2 separate regions of the Zea mays genome follow, and region 2 is linked to region 1. The links are chromatin contacts, called in public Hi-C maps. All regions are on one chromosome and are shown on one strand. The core of a region is the stretch at or near the end of the contact, and the rest is flanking DNA. Distances in the headings are between cores, read along the strand shown. Region 1 holds the start of LOC103646589 (myosin heavy chain-related). Region 2 holds the start of LOC100192731.

Region 1 (4,422 bases), core at 989-3,488:
TTTCCCAGGATGCATATGACACGTTGAAAGAGCATCATCCGTCTTATCAACAAATATGATCACATGATCATTAAGGCCTTGTTCGGTTATTCCCATTATATATGGATTGGATAGGATTGGAAAAAAATTAGAATAACTTTGACTTGTTTGGGATTTAAACCCACCCAATCTCACTCAATCCACATAGATTGAGAGCTAACCGAACAAGCCCTAAATTGGCACCAGACAAATCTGAAGTACGGATTGTTAAGAAACCTTACGAAGGGTTATGTGGGTTAATACAATTCTAGCCCCAAGGTACTCTACTTCTCTATATAATGAATATGTACCACTCAAAATGAATAACAAGGAAAGAGTCTCCCTACCTTTTGTCTTCTATCTCTTGTGCTTGTGTTGCCATGGAAAGGAAGGGAACATGTCTCCTTTCACTAACAGCATCGAGCGCTTTGCGAATGTTTCAAGAAAGTTGTGAGGCAATATGTGTAGAAACCTAAGTGACCTACATTGAAACTCTATGATTTCATGTGTAGGTCACTTAGGTTTGTACACATAGTGCGTCACAACTTTCTCGAAACATTCTCAAATTTTTATCACATCCTCTACATATGATATCGTGACATGTGGCATTGTTTCATTATTTTTTGACTTCATTTGTGTTTTATACAATTTTTAAACAACTTGATGACAAGTTCACGGTCATGTTTAATGAGAATGGTGTTCGGAAATTTTGGTCTGCTCCTGAAATCGGTCGTAACTTGTGTTAACTAACACGTATATCATTTTTGCATTCACGGTTTTCCATTTTTCGAGTGACTTGCAGTTCAAATCTAAATTATCTAAAAAAATTCAACTAAACGAACTAAATCGAATAGTTATAGCAAACACTTTTATAACTGTGCCAAAATAGAACATTTAAGTCTACATAGTGTAGAAACATACCCCAAAAAGTTTGGTTGAGAAAATAAAAAAAATAAACATATACTTTGCCAAGTGCCCAAGGAAGGCACTCGGCACAACATGATCTGCCGAGTGTCATACTCAGGACACTCGGTAAAGAAGCTTCTTTACCGAGTGCCAAATAAAGCTTGGCACTCGACAAAGATTTCTTTGCCGAGTGTATTTCTGTGCCGAGAGTCCTGTTCTCAGTAAACGCGGTCATTACCGAGAGCAGGACTTTACCGAGTGCGGCACTCGACAAATAAGTCTTTGCCGAGTGCCCGACAAAAAACAATCAGCAAAGCGCTTGATTCCGGTAGTGTTTATATCTTCCTTACGACCCCATTGTTGATTGCCATGGAAAGGAAGTATACATTGCTTAAATGCACTTTATTTAACTATATCTCTTGATCAATATTTTTTATTAAAAATATTTTTATTCATAATTTTAAATATTGTTTTAATAAAAAATTTACTTTCATTTTTATAACACTTATTTATTTTTAATCATTTTTGTTTCTATTTACAACATCTCTTTATTAACATGGCGAACGTGGATAAGCAGCAAAAGCATAGTTCAAGTCGCTTTCAAATTTTTACTATATAAAAGTTGTCTTTCTAAAGTAGCTGCAGATAAGTTAAATCTCTTTGGTTGAGCTTCTGTTTTTTCAAAGCAAAATCAGGTTTAAAAAGCTGAACAAAACGCACCCATAGTGCATCGTGGCAAATCAATATGTATACAAACCATGTTAAAATATATTTTCACTCTCTCACACACATATCAAGTAAAAGCATATTTATAGGGTTGGATTTTAAACATCGGAATTATAGGACAAACTTAATTTTTTAAAAATAGATTTGCATAAAATTTGATACTAATTTTTAGTTATGTTGTTAAGCATATTATAAAAAAAATTTGTATAGTTTTTTTGTATTGTTTACTCCCTACAAAAAATATAAAAATCATCTGAATCCATATCCATATTTGGATTTTATATCTACCATTTGAGAAAAGATTGAATAAATTTGAGGTTTACATTTTATGAATAATAAGATCAGTACTACAAATAATAATCAAATTTATATGGTAGATTCTATGAGCTATTTATTTGTAATCGAAAAAGAAGATAAATTTTTTTAATATCCGTATAACTTTTCGGATATGTTCCAACATGATGTTTACACGTGCATAGGGAGTTAGGGACAAACAAATACGAAGGCATAGGTACAACAACGGCACGGCCCATGTGCTGAGTCTGACAGCCACCCTCATCTTCTTCCCGGGCCCCCGGTCCGGCAGCGTACAGCGCAGCAGGAGCCCGCCGCAAGCCGACGTCCTACACTCCTACTCCCTCGTGCTCCCAACCTCGCCCGCCTATCCCTCGCTTCCCCAGACCCCTCACCGGCGGGCGTAGCTAGCGTACGTCCATCCATCCGTCCATGCTCCACCGCCACCAGCCCGCCGTTCCGACAAGCTCCAATCATACGCACCACCGGACCACCCTCGGCAAGGAGGGACAAGCTCACGCGCCTCGCGCCCTGCCCGGCCCGACCTCGAGCAGATCGACACATGCACGCACGACGTAGACGATACACAACAGTACGCGGGGGCGCACTGACACACGCCCGCACTATCATCCCTGTCCCCCGTCCGTCCATCTCCCCACTCGTGCGAGTTGCGAATTTGCGATGCGCCGCCTGAGCAGAAGCTCCAAAGCCTCATGATGGCAGCACGGGCCAGAGCCAGCACTCGCAGCAGCTGATCCGAGCTCGTACAGGCGCGCCAGGCAGCACATCAATGGGTACGCCACTCTGTTCTTCGATGCCAGCGAGCACTTGGCTGCTTCTTCTTCTTCTACCTTTTCCTTTGGGTCTCCCGGTCCACGATACCTCGAGGCTAGTCTTGCCCGCTGGTGCCGACGTTCGTTGGGGCAGCTCTGTGGTCCATAGAACTCTGTGTTCCTTGGTCTCTGCGAAAGCTGTTTCCTTCTTCGGAGTATCTCTTTGCAAATCAAGCACATTTTAAATCTTGGACAACCCCACTGCAAATTTCGGGGCCACCTTTTTCGCGCATTTTCGAGACGATCATCGTTGGTTCGTTGCTCTGGACTCTGGTCTGTTCAAAGGCGAGACTGGGGACGAATCTTGGTTCCCAAATCCCAATGGCGCTCTGTGTGCGTCTGTGTGTGTGATGGACATGGTCACATCCACCCTCTTCTGCTCGCCAGTTCTTGCTCCACTCGCCGGACCCTGCTTCTTATTCCTTCTTTTAAAGCTGCATCGATTCCATCCTTTACCTCTTTTGCTTTCGCCTAGTTTCTCTTTCCCTTTCGATCGGTTTGATGTGACAGTCTTGTCATCATAGGCACACCACTCCTTGACCGCATCAGTGACCGGTGGGACTGAGCACTGACTGCAGTCGCGTTGCTCTGCGCTTCTTCCTGGCTGGTGTCGGCGAACAGCAGGAGGAGGAGGCGAGAAGAATCTTGGGAGCTTAGCTTGCAATGCCGAGGCTGTATTCGGAGGAAGGAGCAGGTGCTGACGAGGCTACCGCCGCTGCGACAGTGAGGCTGGCCAACAAGATCCGGAAGCGCCGCGCGGTGTCGTCGTCGGGGGGCTCGGACCCGGCGGCGGTGGGGAGGAGGCTGCGGTCCAGGCGGCCCGCGGTGCGGCTGCCGCGGCACCGGACCAGCGCGGGCGGGGACATGTCGGAGTCGTCCCGGAGCCGGCATTGCCGTGGCAGCGGCAACCGTGTCGCCGAAGGGACGCTGCCGTCCGCGTCTGCGAGGAGGCTCGTCGACGCGTTCTGGCAGAACATGGGCAGCGGTGGTCTGCTTGACGGGGACGCGGCGGCGGCGCGCCGGAGCCTGGTCCTGTGGAGCGGCGCCTCCACGAAGGTGGGTGCTCTGGTGTCCTGTTGTCCCAATTGGCGGCAATCTGTTCCGTGGTTCATCAATTGGTGTTGTGATTTTTAGGTGTCCAAGAGGTCGAGAAGTAAGAGCAAGGTCTTGGAGGCTGATGGTAAGGGAAGTCGGCGCAACGGCCATCCTCGGTGGTTTTCAGCAGATCTGATGAGTAACGGTAGTGCAATGGAGGTAAAGCAAACCAGGAACTACTATCTTGGATTAAATCTCTTGCTTGTAGTTGTATTTGTTTGCTTCCTTGAATATTCTGTTTAGATTGTGCACTCGGTCATGTTTGTGTCTGACAAAGCCTCTTACGATTTACGAAATCGAAAGGTCCAGAAAATGCTTGACAGTTAAAATGTGAAAACTTCTGTGCAGTAAAATGTTGTGATATAGACGTGTGTGATTGCTTTATGTTGAACAGCAAACTAATGACTCGTTAATTTAGCTGAGTTTCAAAATGAATAAAATATTTTTTTTTATTAATTTATTAACCAAAACTGAGGATCAACTGCCTGCATACAGTGCATTGCGAGCTATGGCGATACTTTGAACGCCTTTTGCCAACGTAGTACACAAG
Region 2 (3,885 bases), core at 38-2,537, 230 kb before region 1:
ATGATAAGATGATTTCAAATTAAAAATTTGTCAATTACAAAGTTTCATTACATTTCAAGACCTACAACTTTTATTTTAGTGTTTTTTCCATCCGATGTAGTTTGAAAAATCCAAAATTTAAAATTCAAACATAGTTTTGCATGACAAGGTAATTTCAAACCAAAACACTATCAACTATAAAGTTTCATAACTTTTCAAAACCTATAACTTTCATGTTGGTGGTTTTTCCATTCGAGGTCGTTTTCAAAATTAAAATTTGTTAAATTCAGATGTAGTTTTTGTTGACAAGATGACTTCAAATGAAAAAGTTGCCAACAATAAAATTCTATAACTTCTCAAGATCTACAAAGTTTATTTTGTTTATTTGGTTATTTGTTCATCCACATGATGGTTCTAACATTATTCACAAATCTTGTATATCTCTCTTGTTGTTTCATAAACTACGAGAGAAATATGTTTTATTAACAAATTTACTTTTATTTTGTCATATGAAGAAATGATCAAATATAAATTATATATCTTGATGAGTTATACAAATTTGTAATTGAAAACTTTTCATTTGAAATTAATTTACCGCTTCAAAATATGATTTTTAAACTATCTTTGCCTAGTGTTGAAAAAAACACTTGGCAAAGAAGCTCTTTGCCTAATGTCAAAAAAACAATTGGGAAAGAAGCTCTTTAACTAGTGTTAAAAAAACACTCGGCAAAGAAACTCTTTGCCGAGCGTCAAAAATAAAAATACTTGACAAAGAGTTTCTTTGCCGAGTGTTTTTTTACCGAGAGTTTTTTACTTGGCACTCGGCAAAGAGCTTTTTTGTCGAGTGCCCGAAAGAAAAACACTCGGCAAATCATTTTGTACTTGGCAAAGAGCCGAATTCCGGTAGTGATAATAGTCACCTATAGAGATAAATTTATAGAGACGGCCGGGGTTAGAGCTACCTCTATAACTTATCTTTAAAGACGGTTTATTTTATGGGGCGTCTTTGTGTTTTGAAAATCATTTTTAGTACATAAAGAACAAAATAATTTCAATTTTATTATGATGTAATAAGAATCTTCGTTGCCTAAAAAGCCTAGATATGATATTTAGCTGGCCTTTCCGAAAGAAATCCATATATGCTGAGCTATGTGTGACAAAGACACACACGATGTATCTTAAGAATCGAGTTGTTCGTTTGAGTTTAATGCCAAGCCAACTGTTCGGACTGTTGTAGTTGTGTAATCTATGTAATCTATAAAGACAAAACAGTATAAAATTATAGAAGTCGGTACGGATCAAAGCCTGATGTCCAATCCACGTACTCTTCTTTTACCTCTTTATTGAAGGTTAAGCACAAGAACAATGTTCCCCAAAGAACAAAGAACATAATTACTTAAAGTACAGTTCCCATCCATTTCTAGCTACTTAAACCCTAGTTCAAGAAAAGCATCTTCGTCTGCATACCACCTTTATTAACCCCTTCTACTTACATGCATGTAATTTTTCGGTCGATCTCCAAGTTATTCATACAGCAGCGGTAGCCTTGGCAGACCAGACCAGAGAGGCAAAAATTGCTAGTAGCAGTAGCAGTAGCAGCTAGAAGCCATGTTAATAATTTTTGTTTCACCATGCACACTACCTCTTAATTAAGTGTTGCTGGTTAATTCATTAGTTGGCACTTGGCAGCACGGATGGACGATGGATGTGAATGAAGATGCATGCACGATGCGGTGGCCATGGGCGTCAGGCGGTGCTCCTCTCGAGCATCTCGCAGAAGCGCTTGAAGGAGTCGAGCTTCTGCAGCTTGAGCTGGCGGTGGATGCGGCGGATGAAGACGTCGGCGACGTGGTCGATCTCGTCCTCGAGGCTGAACTCGGCGGCGTTGCCGTCGCCGGCCTCCCGCGCCCTGGCGTCGCGCATGACGTCGATGACCGAGCCCGGCGCGTTGACCAGCTCGTCGTCCTCGTCGGCGAACAGCGAGTGGGTGAGGTAGTCGTCGCTGTCCTCCTCCTCCTCCTCCTGCGGCGGCGGCTCCGCCTCGTGGGCGCCCAGCTCCGCGGAGAAGCTGTAGCTGGGGGGCTTGTAGAGCACGATGGCCTTATTCCTGCCGCCGCCGCCGCCGCCGTCTTCGTCGCTGCTGTCGCGCTGCTGCTTGCCGGCGCCGTTGTCTGCTGCTTCCTGCTGCTGCCCCATGATGGCGTGGATCTTGTGGTTGATGGCGGTGACGAGCAGCTTCTTGTTGCGGAGGATGCCGAAGATGAGGAGGCGCGTCTTGAGGGCGCTGGTCTTGACGCGCACCGCCGTGGACTTGGCCTTGACTACCGCCACGATGGTCGACACCATCTGCTTCAGGAACCTCGACGCCTTGCCCTTCATCTTAGTTGTTACACACTTGCCTCGCTAGCTTGCAGCTGCAGTATGTAGCGGCTGTAGCGTGGAGAGATTCTTGTGGATGGTGGTGTCAGTGTGTGTGTATGTGACGGACAGTACTGGCCGGCTAGCGACGATTGGAGTGTGTTGTTGGATGGTTGGACATGGAGTTTGGCCTGTGGGACGCCGTGGGTATATATAGAGGTCGGCTGGGCACAAGCCCTCATCTTGAGGGGCAGGAATGGAGCTAGGGCACAGGGGCAGGGTCGAGGAGGAGGATATCTGGATTCTGGAGCCTGCAGCCAGGAGGAGGTCAGCACTCAGCAAGTGGTGGGCTTTGTGTGTTTGCATGCATGTGCTGCTAGAAGCTTCAGGGTTACTCTGGAACCAAAAGCAACCGGTTTAACACCGCACGACACGGGGTGGATATCCCCCCGGGTTAAGGAATGGAATGGGCGCGAGAACAGAGGAAAATATGATGCCGGGCGCGCCAAAGGTTAGCGAGAAAGCGAAAGCAGCCGTAACAACAGGTGATCAAAGGCGGTGGGCACGCACGCACGCATGCATGCATGCAAATTAAGCTGGCTAGTACGGAGAGTAAAAGTTGATGGATGCGTCGTGTCTGCGCGCGCGCTTTGCGCTCTCAGAAAAATAAAAGGAGCTTGGGGGATGGGGGGTGTGGCATCATGCATGCATGGTCCAGCTACGCTGTAGCCAAACGCCCAGCCATATGGGATCACCGTCAAGGATTACAGATCCGCTCCAAAACTGGCGAAACCCGGTCCGGTTTCCCGCTATTGGACCGGACCGGCCGGTAATAGTTTTTTTCGAGTGATGTGTTTTTTAAACTCGTCTAAAATTTAAAAAGTTTGAAAAAAAATAAAAAATGAAGCCGGTAAAAACACAATGAAAACATGTAAAAAGCAATGGTTTGTCGCTGAGAAAACCGATAAACCATTTTACTTACATTTGAAATGCAAACCGGTCGACAAATTTGAAAATCGGTTTCTCAATCAGGAAAACTGGTTTCTGGTTTCTCAGTGGGTTTTAGCGGTTTACTGGCAGGTTACCATTTTTTTAAAGCATTCCTCTTTTGGCTAGATCCAATCTCCCAGCCGGTGCCTCCAGGAAGGGAGGATTAGGGAAGCCCTATTGATTACTGCTTTCTCCGGACCGCCGAGAAAAGCAAGGCTCGAATGGTACGATCCATCGAAGACACATGCCATGATTTTCAAATCTTTTCTATTTAAGTAGTTTAAAGTAGTCTACATTTCTCGGTGAGGTTAATTAATTCCGTCGTTGTGGTTGGACTCTATTATGGACTTCTAACCACATTCTCCATATGTCCCTCTTAGATCTCCTTTCTCCAATCTTTGTATCAAAACCGAAATGCACGATTTGAATGTGACTGAAATGCACGATCTTCATAGGTATTACTTTTCATGAGACCTAAACCTAAAAGGTGGAATAACGATTTTTCGAACCATTTCCTATAAGATAAGGGTTTACCTTACTTTGAAATTAGATTTTGTA

The links. Hi-C and Micro-C count contacts between places; a contact is called where the count stands out from the background.
Region 2: a contact with region 1 is called in a Hi-C map of ear, with 3 times the contacts expected there. The contact joins the promoter of LOC100192731 here to the promoter of LOC103646589 in region 1. A contact is called at or near these places in 7 of 25 Hi-C or Micro-C datasets (bundle sheath, ear, endosperm and 3 more) and 1 of 3 datasets of contacts at active chromatin or transcription factors (leaf).

The regions. Positions count from the first base shown.
Region 1 is chr2:74,817,892-74,822,313 of Zm-B73-REFERENCE-NAM-5.0, reverse strand. LOC103646589 (myosin heavy chain-related) reads left to right here and starts at 2,238. Exons shown (of 4, transcript XM_008671297.3): 1 at 2,238-2,738; 2 at 3,302-3,833; 3 at 3,912-4,031. The coding sequence starts at 3,441.
Region 2 is chr2:75,043,038-75,046,922 of Zm-B73-REFERENCE-NAM-5.0, reverse strand. It overlaps LOC100192731, which reads left to right and starts at 1,287. Exons shown (of 1, transcript NM_001137931.3): 1 at 1,287-2,502. The coding sequence starts at 1,681. The coding sequence ends at 2,406.